4 separate regions of the Mus musculus genome follow, and regions 2, 3 and 4 are each linked to region 1. Evidence: chromatin contacts called from public HiChIP or PLAC-seq, capture Hi-C and promoter capture Hi-C data. All regions are on one chromosome and are shown on one strand. The core of a region is the stretch at or near the end of the contact, and the rest is flanking DNA. Distances in the headings are between cores, read along the strand shown.

Evidence for each region. Promoter capture Hi-C pulls out the DNA fragments that hold promoters and counts their contacts. HiChIP or PLAC-seq counts read pairs in DNA pulled down with a chosen protein or histone mark. Capture Hi-C pulls out chosen DNA fragments and counts their contacts.
Region 2: a promoter capture Hi-C map of pre-B cells shows a contact between it and region 1, with 9 times the contacts expected there. The contact joins the enhancer-like site here to the promoter of F5 in region 1. A contact is called at or near these places in 8 of 39 promoter capture datasets (the 3T3-L1 cell line, 3T3-L1-derived adipocytes, embryonic stem cells and 4 more), 1 of 15 datasets of contacts at CTCF or cohesin (large pre-B cells), 7 of 484 Hi-C or Micro-C datasets (cerebral cortex, embryonic stem cells, large pre-B cells and 3 more), 1 of 115 datasets of contacts at active chromatin or transcription factors (large pre-B cells) and 2 of 9 other capture datasets (adipose tissue and liver).
Region 3: a capture Hi-C map of embryonic stem cells shows a contact between it and region 1, with 5 times the contacts expected there. The contact joins the promoter of 4930568G15Rik here to the promoter of F5 in region 1. A contact is called at or near these places in 3 of 39 promoter capture datasets (the 3T3-L1 cell line, embryonic stem cells and hippocampal neurons) and 1 of 9 other capture datasets (embryonic stem cells).
Region 4: an H3K27ac HiChIP or PLAC-seq map of extraembryonic endoderm stem cells shows a contact between it and region 1, with 6 times the contacts expected there. The contact joins the enhancer-like site here to the promoter of F5 in region 1. A contact is called at or near these places in 4 of 39 promoter capture datasets (embryonic stem cells, hippocampal neurons, liver and 1 more), 1 of 15 datasets of contacts at CTCF or cohesin (large pre-B cells), 7 of 484 Hi-C or Micro-C datasets (B cells, the C2C12 cell line, embryonic stem cells and 3 more), 3 of 115 datasets of contacts at active chromatin or transcription factors (extraembryonic endoderm stem cells, large pre-B cells and trophoblast stem cells) and 1 of 9 other capture datasets (adipose tissue).

What each region holds. Positions count from the first base shown.
Region 1 is chr1:164,150,497-164,153,196 of GRCm38.p6, forward strand. F5 (coagulation factor V) reads left to right here and starts at 1,339. Exons shown (of 25, transcript NM_007976.3): 1 at 1,339-1,624. The coding sequence starts at 1,467. Gm16548 (predicted gene 16548) reads right to left here and starts at 1,721. Exons shown (of 3, transcript NR_037987.1): 1 at 1,363-1,721.
Region 2 is chr1:165,131,094-165,133,793 of GRCm38.p6, forward strand. No RefSeq gene overlaps it. Among named protein-coding and RNA genes, the nearest start is that of Tbx19, 28 kb to the right of the region's middle. Within about 2 kb of position 1,323, at least 62 of the 459 cell types and tissues checked have an H3K27ac peak or open chromatin away from gene starts, as enhancers often do. A contact at or near this core is called in embryonic stem cells, pre-B cells and pro-B cells, where this site is marked.
Region 3 is chr1:165,090,533-165,093,232 of GRCm38.p6, forward strand. 4930568G15Rik (RIKEN cDNA 4930568G15 gene) reads right to left here and starts at 1,398. Exons shown (of 5, transcript NR_040480.1): 1 at 1,354-1,398.
Region 4 is chr1:165,108,053-165,110,752 of GRCm38.p6, forward strand. No RefSeq gene overlaps it. Among named protein-coding and RNA genes, the nearest start is that of 4930568G15Rik, 17 kb to the left of the region's middle. Within about 2 kb of position 1,314, at least 42 of the 459 cell types and tissues checked have an H3K27ac peak or open chromatin away from gene starts, as enhancers often do. A contact at or near this core is called in extraembryonic endoderm stem cells, where this site is marked.

The sequences.
Region 1 (2,700 bases), core at 89-2,588:
TCATAATCTAGCCACAGATACAAGGGCATCTTGAAAACCTAATGAAAGGTTAGCAAAAGGAGTATATAATCTGAGCAGATTAAGTTCATGAAACGGAAAAGTCAACTGGAACCCAGAATCAGAGACAATGGCAGAAATTCTGACTTTAAAGAGCAGGGAAGCAGAAAGGGAAGGAAATCCGTGTGAGCATTCTTCCTAGTGTAGTTATGTGTGCACACATCTGCTAATTAATTACTTTTCAGTACATGGTCTCACTGCGTAGCTTAGGCTGATCTCAGGCCTCAAACTCACATTCCCCTGCTTCTAGCCCTCGTGTGCTGGGATTACAGGCATGTGCCATCATGCCTGACTCAAGAAGGGGCATTATAAACTGACTGAAGAATATCAGTGATGTGATCAGCAAAGAAACAGAAGCAGGAGTTGGGGGGAGGGGAGAAGGAAGGGAAGGGGGAGGGGTGGGGCAGGGGGAGGGAGAGGGAGAGGCTGCTGCGGAACCTGGATGGTACCAGATCACAATTTACTGGATGTGCTGGAAGCAGAAAGTCTGAGCAGAGACAAAGTTCTGGAGAATTCAGGGCAGGCCATCCTGCTGATTCAGGCATAATTCTCAGCTTTGCCACCAACAGAAAAATAAAATCTAAAACACCATGCCAAGGATACAGGAGAACGAGCAAAGACAAGATCATAGACTGTAGCTACCTAGGCCCTGGGGACTGTCCAGTTTACAACAGTTTGTCCCCTCCCAATAATAAGATCAAGGAAAACTAGAATTGCCATTCTTATTTTACAGATGTCAAAAGTATTTCTAAAGACATAGTTGGCCCCAGACCACACAGCTACTGACTATCTCAAATGAGTTCTCTAAACCCTGGTCTCGGCTACACTTGAGCTGGTGACAAGCCCTTACCAAGCGGTCTGTCCTAAGAGATTCAGACTGCTAACCTGTTGGTGGACCTGTCCTGAGGCTGTTTTCTGGTTACTGTGCAGTGCCATTTTCCTGGGATCTGAGGATGGGTGTTGGGTCTTACTAAGGCTTGCAGAAATCAGCTGACAAGCCTAAACTTTGAACCCCTACCCCATCCCCCCACCTCCACCCGCGCAGGTTAAGTGGGATTGCTGCTCCCACCTACGTTGAAGTGGGGGAAATGCTGCTTTGTGATGGGGCGGAGACCCTTGGGCACTGCTCCAGAGCCATAACCTCCAGCAGGCTTGCCCTTCCTTTCCCTCTACATTCCTTGTCTGGCATTCTCTCTAGTAAATGCCTGTGGCCACAGGGGGGAGTGACCTCAACAAGCCCCTGCCTACACTAGGCATAGAGGGAGGTAGGGTTAGACAGCCACCACAGGGGACAGGGACACTCACTGTGCCCTGCAGCTTCTTAGTCCTCCAGGGAGACAGATCAGCGCGCAACAGGGACAGAGCACTGAGCACTGTCGGTGGTGGCAGCGCGCGGCAGGACAAGGGCCATGCTCCTAGTCTGCCCGTGCTTCTTCCTCCTGGTGGTTCTGGGAACCCGCTGGGCGGGCTGGGGCAGCCACCAGGCAGAGGCCGCGCAACTAAGGCAGTTCTATGTGGCAGCTCAGGGGATCCTCTGGAACTATCATCCTGAGCCCACAGATCCAAGGTAACTGGGGGTGAAATCCAGGTGGGCTTCTTCAAGGAAGAAAATCTATTATAGTTGCAAGGGGTGGGGGTGGGCTGGGAGGAGGAGGAAAAGGAAAAGGAAGAGGAGGAGGAGGAGAGAGAGAGAGAGAGAGAGAGAGAGAGAGAGAGAGAGAGACTAATGTTGTGTGGGTGTAATTTTGTCTCTATGGACATAATTTATCATTTTGAGGATGTGGAAATTTCAATGTGAATGGTTAGCTGTGGCTTTCTTTCCAGGTGCAATCCCTAATCTGTTTTCCCCCCACGTTTGTTAGTTTAGTGTATTGATGGGTTGAAAGGACACACCTCCACAGCCCTCTTAGCCCTTCCTGTGCATTCGGCTTAAGCCTTTTGACAGTCTGCTTAAAAAAAAGAAAAAGGACCTTCTAGTTATATAATATTTATTCCTGTTAAACACAAGTTCATCTTCTAAAGAAAAAGATGTCAAAGCTGTCACCATGTACTTCATTATAAGGAGATTTTGTTGCCTTCCTATAAACGATTTTCACTGTGGGTTCAGAGGGAAGGGAAGGCACACTTGTATTTTCACTTTTCCTAGACTTACCCCTGGCTACCTAATGTGGCTTCATTTTTTCCTCTCATTTTGAGTTACTTCCTGGAATATGACTTATCCTGGGTATTTTGGTCTGCCCTGATTATTACCCATGTTAGTGAGCACATAAGGTAGTCATTCAAAGGCATGTCTAACTAAGAGGAGGCTTAAATAATATCAAACCTAACTTTGAGTTGCAGAATATATTTTGCTAACCTGCCTGCAGTTACCCAAGTCATAGATTCTACGTAGCACTTGCGACCACGAGTGTTTTTATTTTAAATGCTAAGCCTCGCTTACTGGTTGACGCATTTTTTTCCCTTTTAGTTGACATCAAAGTTTAAGTGATTGTGAAAGATGTGTTCCTCTTTTACAATTGCAAAACCAAAGCAATCAGCCAAAGAAAATAATGTAATATCTTGAAAGCAATGTGTAATGTTTTAGTATAAATGAATAATCAGCCTTTGAGTTTGCTGTTGTTGGTTCTGGGTTGTTTGGGAAGG
Region 2 (2,700 bases), core at 73-2,572, 980 kb after region 1:
CGCTTCCAGCAGCCATTTGTAACAGAAAACAAGTGGAGCTCAACTCTTTCCAGATGGGTAAAGATAAATATGCTAAGGTTTATCCACAGAACGGAAAGCTTCCTAAAGAAGAATTCTAAAATAATTAAAATTGTGAGGAACAAACACCCTGTCCCACTCCTAACAATTAGCAAAGGAGACTCCAAGTAGTAAGAGCAACCTTGCAAGGTCAGGTGCCATCCACGGTGATCAGTCACATGAATGTGGTGAGCTCAGGAGGGGACAACCTTTCACGTCATCTGCCACTTATATGTATGTGGGTGTATTTTGGCTCTTTATGACCTGTTTAGTTTAAATCTGTTTAAGAGTGTTAAAACACTGCACAGGACATGGGACAAGTTGGGCTGCTGAGATTTTTTTTTTACTATGATTAAATATTAGCTTATTAGGTGAGGGCAGCTAGAGTCCTTAGCAAGGAACAATGTTTTATGCTCAATGTATTTGGACCTAGGCTGACTTAAGCCATTCTTATTTTGAAAATTGACACTCATTTTTTATTTTTTATTTTTTTACAAAATGATAGTTATATTGAGGTCTATAAACATGTATGCTATTTTAAAGTATCCGTTGAAGGAGCTGGAGACATGGCTTAGTACTTAGAAGGTCCTCACATAGAGGACCAGAGTTTGGCTGCCAGCATCTGTATCCAGTATCTCACAACCACCTGTAACTCCAGCTCCAGAGAATATGATGCCCTCTTCTGGCATCCATGGGCATCTCCCTACATCTACAACCCACACATGACAACTTCACATATATGCACCATTGAATTGATTTTTTAAAAAATTAAAGAGGAGGAAGAGAGGAGGAGAGAACTGGAAATGACCAAAGATTTTTGTCATCCTTCCAAAATAATGAGTTCTCCTTTCATAGCTTCATTGATGTTGGACATACACAAACACACAGAAACACACACACACACACACACACACACACACACACACACAAGCTTGCCTACTTTCTGGGCCAGAAGCAAAGGACTTCCTTGTCAGCCTAGGCAGCTCATAGCCCATATTCTCATTAGTTCTCCTGCCTTCAAAATCCCATAAGGGTGTTGCAGAGCGTACCAGGTAAATGCTATATCCGCAGTGGGTTTATGTCACAGCTGAGGGGCCTCTTAATCACGCACGCATGTGCATGGGTGCACTCGTGTATAGTGTGTGTGTGTGTGTGTGTGTGTGTGTGTGTGTGTGTATGCGCGCCCGTGTGTGTCAACGTTCAGCATAAAGCCCAGCACCCTTTTGGAAGGCCAGGCCTTACTGGATAAGCTCCAGTGCTGTAACTTGCATGACTCAGCAAATCTAAATTTTGATCCGTTATGCGACATCTCATCCTTTGTGGGTCATGCTGTAAGCCTGGGGTTTTACAGCTTGACAAAAAGACATTCTTAAGGACACAGGTAAATGTTCCTAGGGCTCAGGGTGCAAACAAGGGTTTGGGGGTGCTTCCAATAAAACTGAGATAAACATACAGGGTTGACTGCAATACAACAGCTGCAGTGGCTGAGTCTGTCTCCTTCCAAAAACAAGTGTGTTGAGCAATAGCCCCACCTACAGACGGCTTCTGGAACTGCAGCAGTAAGAACATGGCTTCTGGTAGCTTTCTACTCCTTTTCCTCTCCTCTACTTTTCTGGTTTGTTTTCTTTTGGTTTTCCAGACAGGGTTTCTCTGTGTAGCCCTGACTCCTAGAACTCGCTCTGTAAACCAGGCTGGCCTCGAACTCACAGAAATCCTCCTGCCTCTGCCTCCTGTGTGCTGGGACTAAAGGTGTGCTCCACCACCTCTAGAAAGACAAGTATTATCTTGTTCACCACCACCCTGGAGGCTGGCTCACCAAACAGTGACCTCACGTGGCACTGGCCTCCCCATCCAAAGTCTCATCAGGACAAATGCAAAGCTTTTCTCCCACTTAAACCCTTTAAAGTTCTTAAAGCGCTCTGAATGTTTTGCCGGCAATACAGTTTTTGCTAAGTGACAAGAGTACATTTTTATAATCTATCCCAAGATCAATCACCTCTTTTCTACTTATAATTAATATTTGCAAGCTTCACTAAGCAGGCTCTGAGATCACATTTCCATTAATAATCTAAATTATAAAGAATTCAAATCCCATAGTCTACGGTTCCAGGAAATTCAGTTTTTTACCAGAACCTGCCCCAAAGGGATTCTAGGAGACAGTTTTTTCCTGCCATGTAAGTCCTTCCTGGAACCAGCCATCTGCCACCAGGTCCCTTATATCTGCAACCCCTGAGGCTCTGCTCAGACGGCCATCTCTCTGCTTCCTCTAACAAGTGTATTCCCAGGAGCCGGCCCTTTGCTTTATTAGAGTATCCCTAGAGACCCGAGTTGACATGGTGAGAAGCTAAGGGAAGTACCTCCAGAGTCATGTGACCGCCCCTGCTTGGGTCCCCTCCCAATACAGCAATGACACCGAGTTGTGTGCAGGGATGTGTAACTGTCATCAGAGACCTGAGTCTAGCTTCCTAGTAGCTGTATGGCTTCAGGAAGCCCAGCTTTCTGAATCTCCCTCCTCATCTGTACAATGGAGAGTGAGCTGGCAGCTTCTAGGCCACAAAAGAACTTACACACCAATATTCAAAAAGCGGCATCAGACCAGATGCTCACTAACCAAGTAAACGATAGTATGAACACAGTGCAAGT
Region 3 (2,700 bases), core at 148-2,647, 940 kb after region 1:
GTCTCCCTAACACTGGGGTCACAGGCACACTGCAGGCTCCAGCTTTTACATGGATGCTGGGATCAGAACTCAGGTCTTATCCTTGCATAGCAAGTGCTTTACCAACTGAGCCATCTCCTCAGCCACTGCTAAATGAGTTTTAAAGGGCATCAGTGAACCAAAAAAAGGCACATGCCTGGGGATAGTTTGTTTGGGCTTTGGGTATGGTCTCTTCCAGTTTCCATTGCAAACTGATCTTCCTTCTTGGGGAGACTGTTGGGGTCAAGGGTGCACACCTACTATACTGCTAAGAGGACAGATGAAAGGCAAGCCCTTCACCTCTCCTGGAACATGGGGTCAGGGAGACAGACTCTGTAACTGTTTTAGTTCAAAGACCTAGGCATTTCAAAGCACTGGACTCTGAGATAGTCTTTTTGGAGCCTTCTAAAGGGGTCAGATCCAGGCCTGCTGTATGCCCATGAGAAGGCCGTGCACTCCTGAGAGCCCGCACAGGGTCACATTAGGATCAAGGGAAAACCCTCTGTCATTTTCTCTGCCAACGGAAAACACTATTTTTTCCTAATTTGTTTAAAGCCTTAGTGTATGCTAATATCTGCAACAGACCAGGTACATTTTAAGAATTGTTCCAAATGGGGAAAAAAAATAGCTTCCATGAGTTTGAGTACCTATCATGTGCTAAGCACACTGCATGCATCGGGTCAGTATTTCCTTAAAGTTCTGTGGAGCGGACTTCAAATTTTGAAAAGCCCCTCAAGTTCGGACATGGCAGTTAGCTGGGCCAAGATCTCACAGCCAGAAGGATGCGGAGCTTCCTATCCATGTGGTGGGACAGTCTGTGGTGCCAATGCATGCCTCTCATGTATAAAAATCATAAACTCGACCTTTTCTGCATCTAGAGACTAGGGAGTGCACACTCATTTAAGGGGAATAGATGAGAAGCCCTATGATGTGAGGATGAATTTCCGGGGTCTCCACTGCACTGGCTTCTCATGATTTTCAGCTCTGTAATAGTTCCAGAGCAATTGGCTCTAGAGCAGGACTCCAGGATAATACACAACATGGCTCAACAGGAAACTTCCTGAGAAACGGTGGAAATGAAGAACTCTGTTAGAAGATGAACCCACGCTTCCCTTTTTCATTAACTGATTCTATGAAGGAAATCTGGTCCCCTACATGTCCTTCAGGTCCTTCCAGCATCATCCACCCTCCCCCGCCCCCGGCTGTCTTCACCCACACACGCCTAGTACCGGGTAGTAACGCCTTTGATTACCATGCTTTTTATGGGATAGTGAGATTCATTTTTAGCTCTTCCTCATTAAAGGAGAGAGCCTTGAAATCAGCACATACACTCACCGCCCCGGATCAGGTGAAGTTACCAGGGCAACGGCAGCCGCCTCTGACGTCACTGAGGGAGGACACCTCCGCAAGGAAGCTGCTGCCTTCACCAACACAGCCCCCACCCCGCCCCTGCTCAGCTCCTCCCCTGGCTTTCAGGTTTTTTGATTCCCTGAGTTGCTGAGCTCCCTGTGAGCGGTCTTCCCACCCCCACCCTTCTCACCCAAAGGCGGAAGAGAGGGCGCAGTCTTTATTACACTTACCTTGGAGTCCTGGCCACCCTCTGGCCAAAATCATCTGCGACCTCTTAAGAGGGAAGTGAGGAAGGAGTCCTGAATGTCTCTGTGCCCATTTATCTGCGACTTTGCTTTGGGATTCCAAGAAAGAGGAAAGGAAGGGACACTAAGGGATAGCTTATGCTCACCCCCAAAGCACCAATGGGCAAATTTAACCAAAGATAAATGAAATCCTCTTCTCGCCCATTCCCACCTTATGCTTAACATAATGTCTAAACACAGTCTTGCTCCAGTCACATGCCACAAAACAGACACCTCAGTCACCAATGAGCAAAATATAACCGGTGGCTCCTAATGACATTGTAGCCATGTTAACGCCAGTGCTCTTGGTTTTCCACACAACTACAAAGCAACCTAAGAATGTGTTTCTCATAAGAACCTCCCCCCTTGTCCAATGTCGCATGACAAGAACACACACAAGGTATTTATTGGGAAAGACAGAGGGCAGCTGCCTCTGCCTCGGTGAGAAACATCAGGGAACCGAGTGAGAGGCAGGCTTTTTTTTTGGGCGGGGGGGGGGGGGGGGTTGTCCCAGGGACGGGTAGGTTTTCAAACCCGGAAGTGAGTTGGATTTTCTTTTAAAAAAAAAAAAAAAGTAATACTGACGTGGTTCTCTTCTCAGACCCTGTGGAAGACGAGAAAAACAAGAGATTTAGGTTCCAAAAGTAGCTTAATGGGTGTTCCTATCTATCATATGAACCAGTTTTAGAGGAGGCGATCTCTCAGCTAAACCCATTACCTACATTCCATCTCTAGAAAGTAGGAAGAGAACCACAATCTCCCAGAGACCTAAGGACCTAGCCCTAGAAGTCTACAGCACCTACAAATAGCACCACCCCAGGTACCATGCCTTTAATGCGTGGACCTTTAAGGGAAAGGACCCATATTCAAACCACAGTTCCTAGCACCTACCCCCATATGGCTGGTCTCTACAAAAGGACTCAGAACTGAGTGGTTCCTTTACAGACCAGAATGAGGCTATCTCTGTCCTTTCTCCCCCCTTCTCTTTCCTATGATGGCAGAAGTGAAAGCAGGAGTTTTAGGTTCCTGTGTCACTGTGTTGAACGTG
Region 4 (2,700 bases), core at 64-2,563, 960 kb after region 1:
ACAGCTTTGTCTCAGGTCATTCAACTTTAAACCCGTTAGTGACTGATTCTCATTTGCTGTTACCTGAAGTTCAGCTCCTGCATCTTGGTCTTTTCAACGCTTCCAGAGCCAGTCTGCCATTTGCCTCACCTCCCACGTGACCTTGGGAAAGGTCTCCAATCACTTTGTCTTGTTTCTTCTTCTAGAAAATGAGAAAAACTGGGCAGGACTCTTGTGGTCTCACCACAGCAGCACACACCAACTCACCATCCACGATCCTAGAGTTTTTGTATCTTCCCAACAATTCCAGGGTTGGATGGACTGTCTCATAAGCCACACAAGACATAGGCTACAGCAGCCCGAACAACCTCTATCAACCAAAAGATACAGGGGTTAATCTAGAGAAGATTTGACTCTCAGAGCCTTAGTCACTGTTCTAATTGTGTGAAGAGACACCAAGACCACAACAACTCTTATAAAGGAAAGCATTTTTTAAAAAAGATTTATTTACGAGTGTTCTGTCTGCATGCCTGCATGCCAGAGAAGGCATCAGATCTCATTATGGACGGCTGTGAGCCACCATGTGGTTTACTGGGAACTGAGTTCATTTAATTAGGGCCTTGCTTACAGTTTCAGAGGCTTAGTCCATTATCATCCCATCAGGGAGCATGGTGGCAGGCGAGGCAGGCATGGTGATGGAGAGTAGCTGAGAGCTGCATCCCGACCTGCAGGCTTTGAGAGGAAGGAAGACTTGGCCCCGCATGAGTGACATCCTTCATCCAACAAGGCCACACCTCCTTATCCTTCTATTCCTGTCTATGAGTTCCACTCCCTGGTGGCTAAGCATTCAAATATATGAGCCAAGGGGGCCATTCTTATTCAAACCATCACAGCCAGCAAATAGGATACGGAAGAATCTGAGCAGATAAATCCCCTCTTCTCTCCAGGTCCATGGATTTCTGCAAGGCACCATCTTTCCAACCCAGGACCACCAAGGAGGAGACCACACAAGTAGCTGATAGACGTGCCCACTGTGCCACCCCTGGATTTGTCATATGAAGCAGACAGAAATGCAACACCTTCCCCTGTCTCCTGTTCTCCCTCCCTCTCTCCCGTTTTTATCACCCTCGGTATCTTCCCAGTTAAAATGTGAGTATTAAGTTCTTGTTTTAGGCTATTTTCTAGGTAACTTGGAGGTGAAGGGAGAAGACATTTGACTGGAACAAACAAGAGTAGACCTACACCACTGCCAAGTCTCCTATCCCCATTCAGCTGGTTACCAAGTAACGGATAACCTGGTTACTAAGTAACGGATAACCTGGTTACCAAGTAACAAGCATTGAGAGGCCTTTCCTACTTTGCTCTCCCTGGAGCTGAGGAGATAATGGCTGTGCTGACAACTCATGACTTAGCTTAGAACCTTATTTAGACTCTCAGCAGGCTATTTCACTGACCAGTGAGCCGATAATGAGAAAGAAACTCAGACAGTCTATCTGATAGCAGAGCTCAGCTCTGAGCCAGAGTGTGTGTACTTTCTTCCCTGCAGCCCTGCTTTCTGTTGTCCCTGCTTGAGCCAAGACCTAAACACATCACACCCAGCTGATAGCCACAGATAGATGAGTTAGCTCTGGTTCCTGCGCTCAAGTGACTCAATCCAGAGTCTAGGAGGACCACCTAAGCGCAATGGCTACAGAAGAGAGGAGAGCCTGGGGAGGGTGGCCTTCCCGATCTAGTGTCCCCTCTGAGATGGAGATGCCATGAACATCTGAATGAAGGGGAAGTACTCTGAGGAGAGAATGCTGGACCCAGAGAGAGCTCAGGAGAGAGTCGGCTCCGGGTTCCTACAATACAGGGCACACTGAGGCTATGACGCTGTGGCTGGGAACACTAAAGAAGGCATCGTAGATGAATGAGTTGATCAGAAAGTTCCTTAGTCTCAGCTAAAAGACTCGGGATTAGCCATGCCTCCTACTTCATGGACATGCCGGATAGTAAGCGTCAGACGTGAACATGTCCCGTAGCCATGTCCCGTGGTGGATACTAAGATGCAGAGCTGAGCACATGCCTCTGTTGTTCTGCAGAAAAGCTACCATCGAAAGCCATGGGTATGCCTAACACATGGGTGTGCCTAACACATGGGTGTGCCTAACACATGGGTATGCCTAACACATGGGTATGCCTAACACATGGGTATGCCTAACACATGGGTATGCCTAACACATGGGTATGCCTAACACATGGGTATGCCTAACACATGGGTATGCCTAACACATGGGTATGCCTAACACTCCCAAGAGGAAGAGCCAGGCCTCTACAGGCTCAGATTTGGTGTCTAGCTAACTGTGGAGGCTCTACTAGTGCCCTGCTAGCACATCTTCTCTCATATCCCCAACCCTATCCCATGGATCCACCATCTATCTATGGCCCCACACTGCTGGGCACTCAAGTGTCCTTTACCCAAACCCCGAGTGAGAACGGTGGGCATGATTGTTCTATAGAAGTAGGGAGAGCTTTTTGTGACCCATTCTCCAGGTTGGGAACCTAACAGTCCCTTTCACTTCTACCAAGTCCCTTGTATGGATCAAACCGTCTCAAAATCAAAGCAGTGGGTCAAAATTAGGCGTGGATGGGCTGAAAACTAAAAGAGCTCATTTACCCACCTAACTTCCCACTATGTGGAATGGTGGTAGCTGTCATAACACTGACCAAAGCTGGCAAAGT